Linked DNA regions of Mus musculus: region 2 is linked to region 1. A link is a contact called in public promoter capture Hi-C data. All regions are on one chromosome and are shown on one strand. The core of a region is the stretch at or near the end of the contact, and the rest is flanking DNA. Distances in the headings are between cores, read along the strand shown. Region 1 overlaps Lrp1 (low density lipoprotein receptor-related protein 1). Region 2 holds the start of Sdr9c7 (4short chain dehydrogenase/reductase family 9C, member 7).

Region 1 (7,698 bases), core at 164-2,663:
TCAGGAGGAGTATGGCTGGCTGGCTGAACCACTATCCTGACATACTGGCTCCTTCCAGCTCTCTCCCCTAACCTAAGACAATCTCAGCCCTCTAGTCACCCCTGAGCTGCCTCCCTGATGACATTCTCCCAGACTTCCACAGGGCAGGTCTTTGGCAGTCATGAAATCCTCCACCCTCTGCCAACCAGTCCATTCTCTGTGTACTTGGGTTTTTTTGAAGCCACTGGCTCTGGGGCTCTAGAGAGAGAGAGAGAAAGAGAGAGCACTTTCCTGGGCTCAGCCAGGAGGGACTTGGTTGAAACCGAGGATGCCTCTTTTAGAATGGCAGAAAAATATCATGACAGCCCCTCCCCAGAGGCTCTAGGCCCAGGAAGGACAGGCCCCAGGACCAGCCCAGACAGGTGAGGTCACCAAGGCTGTGGCATTGCTTTAGTTTCCTAGTGAGGCTGATAGAAAGCATTCTGATTCCAGCTGAACTGGGGAGGGCAGGTCGCTCAGACGTGAGCCAGGACTGCTATGCAGAGGGTGTGACTCACTAGTAACCTGCACATCAAAATGAAGAAAGACAGGGTAGGCAGGACAGGTAGACCAGACTCCCTGCCTGCTCAGGCTAGCCTTGCCCAAATGGTGGGCAGTCCCGTTGCTGTCCTGTTTGACCTTTTCTTGCTTTTCTCACTTTGGGGCCTTGTGCTCACAACTGCCTTCACAATGCCTCTTGGTCACTGTAATAAGACCTCTGCTCAGCAAGGGGTTTGAACAGGCCCAGCCCATATCCTCAAGGTCAGTGAGCCTTCGCTGAAGCTTTGAGTCCCACGGTACTGTGTGATGAATGCCAGTCACAAAGCCAGAGGCATCTCCCACGGCCCTCAACCTCCCTTCATTTCTGACACTTGTATTAAGCAGCGCCCTGAGAGGTGATGCATCTCACTGAGGCCAGAAATGGTGGGCCCTGCCTGTCCCCTTTCTGTTCCCGTATGACATAGCTCCCACCCCCCAGGCCCAGCAGCTCACTTCTGGCACTCATCCAGCACAAAGGCTCTCGGGTGGTCGTCTCCGGACATGGTGATGACTGTCTCCCTCTCGAAGGCCCCTGGGCGAGTCTGGTCCACGGTGTGGCGGGTGATGGTGGATGTGGTGTAGCTTGTCCAGTACAGTGTGTCCCAGCCACGGTGATAGGCCAGGCCTTCCACAGAGCCCACATCTGTGAAGAGACAGGAACAGCTGTGGGTTGAGAAGGGCCAACCAGCAGAAGCAGAGGGGCAGCCTGGTAGGTGCTAAGGGCATGACTGGCTCCCCTGGAATTGTGGGAACCGGGAGTTCCTCCGAGGGCTCTTTGGTCAGACTTGCCAGGGCCCCAGGGCCCCTCACAGAGCCACGTCACACCACCTGCGTCATGATCCGTGGCACCTTCCTTCCTCTTCTCTTGCCCACCCCCCACTCCCGGCCTATGTGTGGTCACACTCTTCAGAAGTGGAGTTCTGTTTATTCATGTATGGGGGAGATTCCGGCTAACTGAATTCTACTATTCCTCTGGGGCCAGACTGGAAAGCTTCCTGCTTGCAGAGGCCTTGAACTGGAATTTTTTGGGGGGAGGGGGAGCATGGGGTGGTCGAGACAGGGTTTCTCTGTGTGGCCCTGGCTGTCCTGAACTCACTCTGTAGACCAGGCTGGCCTCAAACTTAGAAATACACCTGCCTCTGCCTCCCAAGTGCTGGGATTGAAGGCGTGCGCCATCACGCTGGGCTGAGCTGGAATGTTTTATAAAGCAGATGTAACTAAAAAGACAGAGCTGAACAGTGCTGTGAGCAGCAGCCAGCGGAGGCTCCGGGGCTCCCTGGGGCGTGTCTATGTGACTGCCAGAGGCGGAGCACACTGTAGGACGGACAACAGAGAGCGTGATAGGAGGGGCTGGCTCCCAGTCTCTCCTGATGGAGCTGAGATTGAGAGTATCCAGTTTAGGTGCTGGGGCTGGGCCCAACGTCCTGCACATGCTGAGCACGAGCTCCACCAGCCCTCAGACGCTCCATTTTTAGACACAGACAGGATGTCGTAGAGAAAGTGTGCCAGGAGACAGAAGGACAGAGGGACAGGTCTATTCTTTTCTATGCAGTACCTAGTCAGCACCTGGCTGGTCTGAATGGACCTCCTGGATGAAGAGAGGAACAAAGGAGGAATGGGAATAGACCTTGGGTAACACAGTGCTCACCTACCTAGCATGCACAAAGCTCTGGGTTCAAGTCCTACCACAACATAAAAAAAAAGGGTATGGTAGTGGCGCACACCTATAATCCCAGATGACCCCAGTGCTGTGCAGGCAGGAGGATCAGAAGTTCAAATCAAGGTTATGTGTGGCTACAAAATGTTTCTTAAAAAAGTAAAGGAGTGGGGCTGGAGAGATGGCTCAGAGGTTAAGATAACTGACTGCTATTCTGAAGGTCCTGAGTTCAATTCCCAGCAACTACATGGTGGCTCACAACCATCCGTAATGAGATCTGACACCCTCTTCTGGAGTGTCTGAAGACAGCTACAGTGTACTTATGTATAATAAATAAATAAATCTTAAAAAAAAAAAAAGAAGTAAAGAAGTAAAGAAGAAGGGGGTGGGGATGAGATGGCTCAGCGGTTAAGAGCACTGACTGCTCATCCAGAGGTCCTGAGTTCAATCCCCAGAAATCACATGGTGGCTCATAGCCATCCAGAATGAGACCTGATGCCCTCTTTTGGTGTGTCTGAAGAGAGTGACATTGTACTCATATACATAAAATAAATAAATCTTAAGCCTTCCGCTCCGGGAAGAAGTGGGGCTGGAGAGAGGAGGAGGAGGAGGAGGAAGAGGAAGATGAGGAGGAGGAGAAGAAAAACAAGAGGGAGAAAGGAGGAGGAGGAGAAGAAGAACAAGGAGGAGAAGGAGAAGAAAGAGGAGAAGAAGAAGAGGAGGAGGAAGGAAGGAGGGAGGAGGAGGAAGAAGGAAGGAGGGAGGAGGTGGAGGAGGAGGAGGAGAAGGAGGAAGAGGAGAAGAAAAACAAGAGGGAGAAAGGAGGAGGAGGAGAAGAAGAACAAGGAGGAGAAGGAGAAGAAAGAGGAGAAGAAGAAGAGGAGGAGGAAGGAAGGAGGGAGGAGGAGGAAGAAGGAAGGAGGGAGGAGGTGGAGGAGGAGGAGGAGAAGGAGGAAGAGGAGGAGGAAGGAAGGAGGGAGGAGGAGGAGGAGGAGGAGGAGGAGGAAGCGGCAGCAGCGGCAGCAGCAACAGCAGCAGCAAAGGGAAAACCTGAAGTGGTAAAAGGCAGTGCTGAGTGCTGAGACTCTTTCTGGTGACAGCTCTGTGGCTTTCACAGCTCTGGCAGGGCCACTGGCTGCCAGGCTCAGCTTTCATGTGCACACCCCTGAGACCCTGACTCCTGAGTTCAGGGTAAGAAGCTCGCTGGATCTGCTGACTCCCACTCAGGGAGAGTTGCACCTGGGCCCGTGTCTGCTGCCTGTGCTTGCATATCTTGGTGTGGAATGAAATCAGTGCAAGGAAGGAAGAGGCCTCCTTCTGGCTCCATGTAAAGGACAATGTGCAGGTTACCACAATGGCAGTGGATCCTGCCAGCCCCGTAGGTCAGTGGTCCTCAACCTTCCTGGTGCCTCAATCCTCTAATACAGTTAGTTCCTCGCGCTGTGGTGACCCTAACTGTACATTTTTCCCGTTGCTACTTCCTAACTGTAATTTTGCTGCTGTTGTTATGAATTATAATGTATTTCTGATATGGGAAACCCTGCCTTGGGGCCCACCCAGCATGTGGGTTTGGTTGGTGCCTGTGTGTCCACACACTGACAGTCCCCCATCGCCCCACTGTTTATTGGGAGGACTCGGGCTTGGCTTACTTTCCACGATGGTGGTCCTGCCCGAGCCATCGTCATTGATCTGCTGGATGTTCCCAAAGTGGATGTCACTGAAGAAGATGCGGTTAGGGGTCCCCGGGGAGGTGCCTGCTCGGTAGTCAAAGGCCAGGGCGATGACATTTTTCATGTGCTCGGGGTCTTCAAAGGGCTGCACCGGTGCGTTGAGGTTACGCTCATCCGACAGGTGGATGCTCTTGAGGATGGTCCGCTCTGAGTAGAGCAGGTAGCCAGCGTACTCTCGGCATGAGGCCCCGTCTTCTGCCAGCATCCCGTGGGCACAGGCACAGGCTCGCTGTCCGCCACCCCGATACAAGCAGAGCTGCTGGCACCCGCCGTTGGCTACCGCGCACACATTGGTACCTGGGGGCAGAGAGCATCGGAGGGTAGAACATCGGAAGGTAGAGCATCAGAAGGTAGTATGGTGTATAGCATAAAGAGAGGCTCTTTGGTCTCTCTGTCCTCGGATCAGTTGGAAATTTCAGCTGATCCCTGCTTAGCTATGGTATCTAATATCTTGATCTATCCCGCTCAGTCCTAACTCCCTGCCCCCAGCTCTTGTGAATCACTGGAAAGTGCCCTGGAGGCTCTGACTGATTTCCTGCCTTGTCCCTCTTCCTCCAAGGTTCAGCTGTCCTTGTTCACCTTTCTGGCCTGGCCCAGAGCCCAGCCTTACCCTTCTGCCTGTCCCTGTTGAAGACCTTGATGTCTTTAAGCTGAACACCAATGCCTGTCCTCAGAGGCACGGAGTCTGTAGCATTGTCTTTGCAGCCGCGCTTGATGGAGCCATTGGCGTGAGTTCTGGAGAAGGGAAAGCCGTGTGTAGGGTATGTCACTAAAAAGCCAGAAAGGAGAAACCCATGGGAGAAGCAGGACCCAGCCCCCCTCACCTGTCACTCCAGTAGATGAAGTCCTCAAACACGGACACGGAGAACATATCCATGTTATTGCTGGACAGGACCACCTCCCGGTTCTCGCCCGTTTCCAGGTCGATGCGCTCGATCTTGTCCATCCGAGCATCACACCAGTAGAGCTTGCCGCCCTGTGGACAGATGTACCCAGCTCACCTTGGGGCTAACTCCTGCTTTCCAGTAGGGATCGGCTCCATGTGTAACCACACTTACTGTGTGGACCACACACCCTCACTCTATACTTTTTAATTTATTTATTGTTACTGCCCTCATTTGCAGCATTAGAGACTAGTCCCAGGACCAAGCATGTTAGGCAAATATCATGTTAGCTTCTTATCTATGTATCTATGTATATCTATGTATCTCTATGTATCTATGTATATATCTATTTACCTACACCTATGTTTATTATCTAAAATCTATCTATCTATCTATCTATCTATCTATCTATCTATCTATCATCTATGCATCTATATATGTATCTATTTATCTATCACCTATCTATTTGTCATCTATCAATCTATCATCTACCTATTTATACATCTACCATATATCTATTATGTATCTATCATGTATCTATCTATCTATCTATCTATCTATCTATCTATCTATCTATCTATCTATCAATCTATGTATCTATGTATCTATCTATCTATGTATTTATCTTAAATTTTTGAGGTAAGATCTTACTGAATAGTCCAAGATGGCCTCAAACTTGAAGTAATCCTCCTGTCTCAGCCTCTTGAGTGTTAAGCATATGCTACCACACCCAGCTTTCTCATACTCTACTTCAGCATGACCACCCTCCATCGTCTTAGGGCAGATTACTATTCTCGGTGACAAATGGGTTAAAGGCTGCCACCACCCTCCCTGGTCCACGTCTAACCCTGATGGTTACCACAGGGAAACTGATAGGGAAAGGCTCAGAACTAGGGTTATCGCCTTCATCAGCTCCAGGGTGTATCCGTACCTGATAGTCTACTGAGATGCCATTGGGCCAGCTGATGCTGACATTAACCAACACCACTCTCTCTGTGCCATCAAGGCGAGACCGCTCAATACGTGGGTAATGACCCCACTCGGTCCAGAACAAGTACCTGTGGGTAGGGATGGAAGTGGGGGTGAGAGTCCATCCCACTTAGAAGCTGGGCCTTGTCAGACTATACTGTGGTCAAGAGATCTAAGCCAGCTTGCCTAGCTCCTTACCCCTTCTCTGGGTGGACAGTGATGGCCCGAGGCTTGTCCAGACCCTGGGAAATGACCACATAACGAAAAGAGCCATTGAGCCGGGCAACCTCGATGACATCGAAGCCCTGGTCCGTCCAGTATATGTTGCCTGAGGAGGGAGTCAGTCGGTGGGGTTCAGGGAGATTGGTAGGGAGCCTTGTACCTGGTCCCCTTCCATCCAAATCTTCCCTGTAGCTCCCATTGGCTTCTGCCCATACCTTCAGACTTTACGTCCCCATGGCCTGTGCCTTTCCCCCAAAGCCTATTTTCCTTCTACCATTCATTTCACCTGCGATCCAGTCCACCGCGATGCCCTCCACACGGCCAATACCGTTGGTCACCACATCCTCTCGCCATGTCTGGTCACGCTTGGCCCTGCTGATGGTGCTTAGGCCCATATCCACCCAATAAATAGTGTCATTTTCTGGAAGCAGAGGGGCAGACATGAGAATGCCCCTCAATGCAGAGGCAAGGCAAAGGGTCAAATCACGAGGAGGGTCAGGATAGCACCGAATGGGGGCTGTGGGTGCCGGGTGCTTTCTTGGAAGTGGGGAGGCAGCAGGAAGGAGTGAGGCAGCTGCTACAGTCAGTACAGGCAGCCCTTCTAGGACTTTAATGTGTCACTCCCATAAACTACTGGGGCATGCTGACTAATCCCCGGGACAATAGCTCACCGGCATGGAAGTCGATTCCGACAGCCAGTGAAGTTCCGGACACTGGGACCAGGGCATCCGACTTGTCATTGGGATCTAGTGGAATCCCCCGAATTCCCTCATGTACAGAGTACAGGAGAAAAGAGCCCACACCTGCAACACAAAAACACTTTAAGCATGAGCCTTGCTGACAAAGCTAGGTTCCTGTCACCCTCAAACTGCTTTTCTCAGCTTCCCCTTTGGCAGTTTCTTCTACCCATCTCCTGAACCTCTAAACGCTCACACCATGTGTGAGGCCCGGACCTTGGACAGGAGATGGCAACCTAACTGGCTTCTGAGAGCCCCAGCTCTGGGAGACCACCTGCAGAACCACTATTCACCACAAGAGGGCAGAAAGAGACTTACATTTCTTTCTCAGCACCCTGCCCCAGTCTTCCTTCCAAGGGCCTCAGGGGAGGTCGCAGCAGACAACCAGAGCAGCAAGACTCCAAAATCTAGATTCCCAGTTTGGCACTTGGTCTGACCTTAACTTTCTCATTGCCCTGCCTCTGCTCAGTTCCAAATCCTTTCCCAACATAAAGTTCTCAACATCCTGCTTGCCCCTGGGTCAGTCTTCTTTCCAGTTTTCCTGTTTTTGAGAAGGCACTGCTCTCTATGCATCCCAGAATCCTCCCTGACTCCCATCCCTTGAATACAATGTGTGCCCCAGTGAATCCCTCCATTAAGCCTTGGTTGCTTAAACTCTGTGAAAGAAGAGGAGGAAGAGGAGGAGGAAGAAGAGGAAAAAGAGGAAGAGGAGGAGGGGGGAGGAGGAGAAGAAGAAGGAGAAGGAGAAAGGAGAAGGAGAAGGAGAAGGAGAAAAAGAAGAAGAAGAAGAAGAAGAAGAAGAAGAAGAAGAAGAAGAAGAAGAAGAAGAAGAAGAAGAAGAAGAAGAAGAGACGACCACCACCACCACCACCACCACGTGCAGACACTAAAAGTCTCCCAAAATATGCTCAGTGTACTCAGGGTTCTGAGGAGCCAAACAG
Region 2 (7,786 bases), core at 4,564-7,063, 330 kb after region 1:
AGATACCATTGGGTTACCGAAGTGTGGTGTGTGTGTGTGTATGAGTGTGTATGAGTGTTTGTGTGCACGTATGAGTTGTGTGTGTTTATCAGAGTGTATTTGCTTTTAGTGTGTGAATGTGTATAGGTGTGTATGAGAAAGTGTGTGAATGAGTGTGAGAGTGTGTGTGTGTAAATGTGTTTTTCTCTCTTCCCCGCAACCTCTATCTATCTCTGTTGTAACCCAGGACCTCATTTTTAGTAGTCTAGGTTTGCCTTGAGTTCATAGTGTTCCACCTACATCAGCTTTCCAGAATTCCTAGGTTACAGGAGTAAGCTGTTATGATCTTGCTCTGTTTGGAAAATGTTCTTCAAATGAACTACAAAGGAGCATTGGGAGACTCTTAGCTCCTTTGCATCTTTTCTTGGTCATCCTGGTCCTTTATGACTCTGATGCTGGAACTAACACCCATTGTAACTGGATTCCCCTGAAAGGCAGGCTGGGGCTGAAAGAGATCAGACAGCAAGAAAAGAAGGAGGCCAAGACAAACCTTTCTGTTCAAAGCCTCTGAAGTTTACTTAGAGTCCATGCTTATAAAGAGGGTAGGCCCATCCCCTTCCAGCCCATTCTTGGTGCCTGGAGCCAGCCCTTAGGCGATCTACAGGGTGTGTCTCTGGAACATCTCAAGGACCTTTCTACTGGAGGCAGAGTCTTGGAGAAGAGCAAATAGAGCCATCAAGGTCAGAAGGCTCTACCCTAGGTAATCTCCTTCTTAGTGGCAGCAAGGTCAAAGTCTGGATCAGCCTGCTTCAAGGCTGAGGGAGGCTCCAGTAAGTTTTGCAATGAATTGCTTGAAGTGTTGCATGGTATTCCATTATCATCTGTAATATTAGCGTTTGTAGATAGTATTCAAATAAAAAATGACAGCAAGGCATGATGACATGCCCTCGTGATGCCAGCTCTGGAGACACAGAAGCAATGTAGGGAAAAGGACTGCATGAGTGCAGTCCTGGGTGAATGTGTCCTGTTGACCAGCCACCACGAACTGGCAAAGCTTTTCTCTATCTGGGTCAGGCTCAGAACTGACAAAGCCTTCTTCCACTGGCCCAAGTTCAGGTGTTTGTAGATGATTGACCAGTGTGTAAACACTGGCAACTGCAGCTTCCCCCTTCTGGAGGTTTCCAGCCTGAGACAGCTGCCTTCAGACAGGACTAGCTAGCCCCTCCCCCTTGCTGTTCATGATAAAGGAGCTGAGGTTGCAGGGGAGGAAGCTGAGGACACTCAGTGCTCACACAAGCCACCGGATGCCAGCTTTTCTGTGCATGTGTCTGTGTGTCTGTCTCTTCTCCACTCCCTCACCTCCACTAGTCAGGTTCAAGGTGCCAAGCCTGTCATGTCTTGGCAGGGAATAGTTCCCCAAACTCCATTTAATAATTTTTTTTTCTAGGAATCTATGTAAAAAAAAAAATCCAACTAGGTCAGTCAAGGTTTTTTATAGTGATTACAACTCAAGATGGCTGTAGTTATGACAATCTGATTCTACACAGAAAGGAAAGGGGCATCTTGAGACGGTGAAAGTCTCTATTCTTCCCTTCCTTTCTCCTTTCCTTGTTCATCAAGTCAGACTTCCTGTCTGGAGACCCCGCTTCCTATTTCTATGAAGTGATTCTGCCTCTAGGACACCAAAGCCTCCCTGCCTTCTCCTTTGTCTCTCCTGTAGTTCTAGGGGAACTGACGGGTTCCTGAGAAGGATTCTAACCCTAATGAGAAAAATCTAGATTCTGAGAGGATGTTTTTTCTCTTAAATGTGAGTTTGGGGGTAAGGTGGGAGAAGAGAGCTGGGAGCTGAGCCCAGGATTTCACTGATGGGCTGTGTCACCAGATTTCTAGAAGAGAAAAGAAAGAAAAAAAACTTCATTCTGAGACAGGGTCCTGCTGTCCTGCAGGCTGGCCTTGACTTTGTGGTTCTTCTGTGTCCACCTCTGAAGCAGCTCACTTTACAGGTGTGACCCACTAGGCACAGGTGGCTGTAAATGTGTTTTTATGCCATGTCCTGGTTATTAATAGCAACCGCCTTTGTTCAGAAAGTCCCCATTTCAAAGCTGCCCACTAGCCTCTGAGATGTTAATCGGAGCCTGTAACTTGGTTAGGGTGGAGAACGTGTCATGAAATATGCATGTATGGATTCTCAGGTGGGTTGAGGAGGTATGGAAAATCAAGAAGGTTTTGCTAAATAATGAGGTGTTTCCTTCGAGGGCAGGACAGGAAATAGCCAAGAACATTTGTCTATCAGAATAGGAAAATAATTCGAAGAACCAAGATGGGACAGAACTAAGTTCCAGAAGGCCAGGAGTCGGGGAGGAAACTGAGGATGCCATGCCAAAGCCTACAGGCTGCCCTGCCAACCACAGCCCTTGCTGCCCACAGTCTTTTAAGTCTGAGCAGCAGTCAGGTGCATTTTGATTCAGAGTTTGGTGTCTTTGAAACCCTCTGGCTGTAGCTGGTGGCCATAGTGGGCCTGTGGAATTCACACAGGGAAAGGCAGGTATTGGTGAGCCATACCTAAACAAGCAAGCCTTCATCATGGGCTGGGACCCAGCTCTGGAATCTGCTGGCCAGACAACTACATGAGGGTGCTGGCTGAACATCTAATCTGATAGAGAAAGGAGTTGAGCAGCAGAAGAACAGGACCTCAGACATACTGAAGACCATGACCCTGGACATCAACAAGCCATAGAGCATGGCTGCAGTCTCTAAAGGGTGAAGGAATGGGTGCGGGGATCAGGGCAGTGGGCAGTCAGAGGTACTACCCACATTCCTGTCTGTGTCTTGTCTCTGAGTAAAGGGAACAATCTTTACTGGCAAGATTCTTCAAAGATCTGAGAAGTTTAGGGGTAAAAAAAAAATCACAATAGAAAAACTAATTAATAATAATAATAACCAAATAGAAACAACTTCTAGCTTCCTTTTCTTTTTCTTAAGATTTATTTATTTTATGTATGTGAGTATACTGTAGCTTTACAGACAGTTGTGAGCCTAGATGTGGTTGTTGGGAATTGAATTTTTAGGACCTCTGCTCGCTCTGGTCAACCCAGCTTGCTCCAGTCCAAAGATTTATTTGTTATTACAGTGTACATAAGTACACTGTAGCTGACTTCAGACACACCAGAAGAGGGCATCAGATCTCATTACAGATGGCTATCTGTACCACATACCATGTGGTTGCTGGGATTTGAACTCAGGACCTTCGGAAGAGCAGTCAGTGCTCTTACCCGCTGAGCCATCTCACCAACCCCTAGCTTCCTTTTCTTACCCACAAGCCTTTATGAGTCTGGGAGGTGGGAAGCTGGGCAGATGGGAACAGTTTGGGGCCCAGCTGAGGGCTGAAGTGCCTTTTCTGCTGAGGAAGAGAACTGAGGCATGAGCAGGCGCACGATCCGTTGGATGTGTATGACATACAGAGAGGTTGTATTGGTGCCTTGGCAGGAAAATGCCAAATCTCTGCAGCAATATTCAACCGTTCCACCGAATGGCATCACTGTGGTTTTCAGCCCCAGGGGCCGTACTTCTCTGGCTCCCGGGGCTTTCTCATGACCCAGGTCCTGCGTTACGTGTGGACCCGATTTTGTTTCTTCTTCTGAACTCTCTATAATGCTTCCCTTTGCTCGTGCACACCACAGGACAGAACTCTCACTTTGGAGTGCATTCATGCTGGCTGTAATGGAGTCTGGCTTCTACAAAAAGGGAGCAGTGTGGGGACCTTTCAGGATGCCGGGGACTGGGTCAGCCTAGGGGCCAAGGGATCTCTGGCATTTGTGACTGAGCTGCACACAGTGGGAAGAGAAAGAGATCTCTGTCCAGAGTTCTATCCAGAGCCCCCCCTTGTCATCTTCATCATTACCACCATCCATCCTTCTGGCTTTGCTTGTGTCCACAAAACATGGGTGTTTAGGTCTCTCGGGTACCATGTGGCCATAGTCACTTCTCCGATGTGATACCTGCCTTCATTGGTAAATAGTAGGGCACAAAGACGCACCTGTTGCTCCCCCTCTTTAGAGAACTTTTGCACCCGATTTCTGTATCAGACCCTCTAAACAAGTCGAGGTTAGCTAGTGACCTTTCTCATCCTGATGGCCCTGGATGTCGACCCAAGAAAGCTCCCAGCATTACCAGATCCCTGCAATTTACACAATGCTGGGTGTGGCCCCCTCAAGACTCACACCAACTGATTTCCTTCTTCCGTTTGCTTCAGCAGCATCTGCCCTGACTTTCTGCAAGGTCTCTACTCACTCTCTGTAATCATTCTCTGTAATTGCTGCCCCTGATACTTTCCAAGCCTTGGCCTCACTCTCCCTACAAATCATCTCCCTTGGACCCAGGACTCTGCCCAAGCTCTTCCCACAGTTTCAATGAGTTAATTGTCCAACGTCATCTGGTCTGGCTGCCTGTCAGTCTCAGAGAACCTCAGATCAGAGCTATCCATTCCCTAACTCCCCTCAATGCTGTGTCTTAGTTCCTGGCTTCTCTTGCCGTCGTCTGCTGTTCCATCTGTCCTTGACCCCATACCTTCTAATCATTTTGACTTCTTCTCCCCTCTCCTCTTGCACATCCAGCTAGCCACAGTGTCGCATGCTGTGTTAGTCCCTCCCTTGCTCTGTCGCATTTCTTGCCTTCAGTCTCTCCAGCTCATCAAACTACCTAAAATATGCCTGGTGCTGGGGATACAAGGAAAGGAACCTTCCCCAAGATCCCTTTCCTGAGGGAGCTGATGAGCCCTCAGGACTGGGCTCCTACAATGGCCAGGTCACCAGCCCATAGGATGGATGGAATACTAGGTTAGTTTCCAATATGGAGATTTCTTGCTGCTAACTTGAATATCACCCGCCCAACAACCACCAAGGTTCCGGTTGGTTTTGGGTGTTTTGTTTGTTTGAGGCAGGATCTCTTGTATCCCAGATTGGCCTCTAGCTAGATATGTAGCAGAGGATGACCTTTGAACTCCAGATCCTCCCATTTCTACCTCGCAACTGCTGAAACAAATGTGCAGAACCACACCCAGCTGTTTGAGGCTCTCTACTTTTTAGAAGTTGAAACTCATACCTCCAGCCTCCTCTAGAGAGACTCTGGAGTCAGCACTGTGGAGTCACACCCAGCCTGGAAAAACCCTGTATTTTTTATCATTTGTCATGATGGAAACTCACCATCTCCAGAGAAGTCGGTCATGGTGGCACCTGCCTGAAATCCCAGTGCCTGGTAGAGGCAGAGGACTGTCACCCATTTTAAGTCACCTTGGCAAGTTCAGGCCAAGCCAGCCAGGGCTGTTAGGGATACTGTCTCAACAACTAAACTAAAGAAAATACATTAATTAAAGCTCTCTAAGGGCTGATGAGCTGGTATTCATTCCTACTGGAATTCAGTCCTCGAAATTCAGCTTTTGTTCGCTTTGTATTAATGATTTCATCTTTTTTTTTTCAGGTAATAAAAATTAAATTTGTTGACAAGCTTAAATGCACGGAAGAGGGTTTTTGATCCCTAGGCAGAAGGTAAAACTGGGATAGGATTTTCTTAAAGAGAGCTCAGATCAGATCTAAGCCCTTCTTTGCCTCCCGTGCCCCTTCCCAGAATGCACTTGAGTTCCCATGACTATGAATATCCCCATTTTTGGATCCCTCTCCTGAAAGGTCTAGAGGAGAGATGGAGAGGCCAGGGCAGTGGCTTTGTCAGAGTGACACACTGCAGGTTGGACTTGAATTTCTTGCATCTGAGCTAATTGCTGTGGCAATGCAGCCACCTATAAAATTACAGAGTGGCTCACCCAGATGCCCGTATCTGTTGCAAGTCTCAGAAGCTCTCCTTTCCTGTGGGTTCCTGTGGGCTGCCTGCTGGGCTCTGAGGATCAGCCTATCCTACCATCTCCTGGGTCCATCCTCAGACATCAGCTCCCATGGCGGCCCTCACAGACTTTGCTTTTATGTACCGCTGGTTCAAAAATTGCAATCTGGTTAAAAACCTCTCTGAGAAGTATGTCTTCATCACTGGCTGTGACTCCGGCTTTGGGAACCTGTTGGCCAAACAACTGGTTGATAGGGGCATGAAAGTGCTTGCTGCCTGCCTCACTGAGGAGGGGGCTCAGAAACTCCTGCAGGACACCTCCCACCAGCTGCAGACCTTCCTCCTAGATGTCACCAAGTCGGAGAACGTCAAGGAAGCAGCCCAGTGGGTGAGGGACCAAGTGGGCGAGCAAGGTGGGGTGTATTCTTGGATATTCTTCTCTCTCTCTCTCTCTGTGTGTGTGTGTGTGTGTGTGTGTGTGTGTGTGTGTGTGTGTGTGTGAGACCCTGATGTCCAAATGGGGATGGGAAGATGAAATAGGAACAGGCTGGAAGGCTCTAGTCCAGTAGAATCTGGTTTGGCCAGCTGACGACGAAGAAACACCCTGAGGAAATTTCCTCCATCTAAGGCAACAACTTGAAAGTTCTGAATACCCAAACCTCTAAAGTGTTTTAGAGACTTCAGGAGTCCCACTATTGGCTCCATATTTCTTGGCCAGCTCAGGCTAGGGATAATCATATAGATGCAAAAGGTGGAAATCTATGGGTGTGACAGGCAGGTCTCTTCTGTACGTCACATACACACATATCCCATAGATGTTGTTGCCTTTGGCAGGAGCTTGTTCCCACCGGGAAAGGAGCCTGTGCTGGGGACTATACCAAGAATGTCTGGGGACTTGCATGCAGGCTGTAGACACTAGATTGCTTACTTATGAGTACAAAAACTGGGAGAAGTAATGGCTCCTAAAAAGTCAAAGCCAGACCTCTGCCCAGGTCAGGCCAACAACTCTAGCTCTTCACTGATTTTCTCTTTAACATTTTACTTTTTTTAAAAAAAGTTATTGTTATGATTGATGTGTGTGTGTGTGTGTGTGTGTGTGTGTGTGTGTGTGTGTACCATGCATGAGGAGGTCAGAAGAAAGCATTGGCTCTGTGGATCTGGAGTCACAGAAAAAGAAAAGACAGTATGAAAAATGTGCGTATGAGTGAGCCAGAGGATAACTTTTGGAAGTCATTTCTCAATTCCCACCATGTGAGCCCTGGGGATGGAACGCAGGTCTTCAGGCTTGTGCCTCAGGACTTTCTGCTGAGCTGTCCTGCTGGCCCTCTCTTTCTTTATCATGTCTTCTCTGCTGAGTTAAGATTCCTAAGAGTGGACTTTGTGTCTCTTCTACTCACCCCAAGTCCTGAGTACCGACCGAGGAGGAAACCTAGCACCTAAGAAGGTACTTAGCAGATATTTTCTGAATGAATTAGCTAATGAATAACTTGGCAGGGGTGAGCCTCTTCCACCACACTGCTGTCCCAGCCTGTTTCCTGAATACAGCCTCCTCCATCCGGCCTCTTGTGTTCATTACTCACTGGGCGGTCTCCTGTAGCTGCTGCAACAAATTCATGCAAATGAATAGGTTAGACAACACATATTTATTACCTCATAATTCCTGAAGGAATAAATCCAAAAATGATTCTCGAGACTCAAGGTCCCAGCAGATCTTTGCTCATCTGGGGGACTCTAGGGCAGAGCTCACGTCCAGGTTTCCCACCTTCAGAGGCTACCTACATTCCGACAGAGGAGAAAATGAGGCTCCCCGAGCCTCAGGTCCTGATGCATCAGTGATCTACACTCTAGAGAGGACCACATACAGCTCGTGTCTCCGAGGGTGGTGCCAGAGAAACACACTATCATCCTTAGCTCGTGGCTCACTCCCTCTTCCAGTAAGCCTGGGACATGTCCTCTTAAAGGCTTTTCATTTCTC

Evidence for each region. Promoter capture Hi-C pulls out the DNA fragments that hold promoters and counts their contacts.
Region 2: a contact with region 1 is called in a promoter capture Hi-C map of the HPC-7 cell line. The contact joins the promoter of Sdr9c7 here to the enhancer-like site in region 1. A contact is called at or near these places in 2 of 39 promoter capture datasets (the C10 cell line and the HPC-7 cell line), 1 of 15 datasets of contacts at CTCF or cohesin (large pre-B cells), 1 of 484 Hi-C or Micro-C datasets (the G1E-ER4 cell line), 1 of 115 datasets of contacts at active chromatin or transcription factors (pancreatic cancer cells) and 1 of 9 other capture datasets (liver).

Annotation. Positions count from the first base shown.
Region 1 is chr10:127,562,593-127,570,290 of GRCm38.p6, forward strand. Lrp1 (low density lipoprotein receptor-related protein 1) reads right to left here. Exons shown (of 89, transcript NM_008512.2): 35 at 6,692-6,823; 36 at 6,307-6,441; 37 at 5,997-6,126; 38 at 5,761-5,887; 39 at 4,770-4,921; 40 at 4,556-4,680; 41 at 3,865-4,242; 42 at 1,012-1,201. Among named protein-coding and RNA genes, the nearest start is that of Gm16217, 30 kb to the right of the region's middle. Within about 2 kb of position 1,414, at least 77 of the 459 cell types and tissues checked have an H3K27ac peak or open chromatin away from gene starts, as enhancers often do. A contact at or near this core is called in the HPC-7 cell line, where this site is marked.
Region 2 is chr10:127,892,722-127,900,507 of GRCm38.p6, forward strand. It overlaps Sdr9c7 (4short chain dehydrogenase/reductase family 9C, member 7), which reads left to right and starts at 5,814. Exons shown (of 4, transcript NM_027301.3): 1 at 5,814-6,224. The coding sequence starts at 5,924.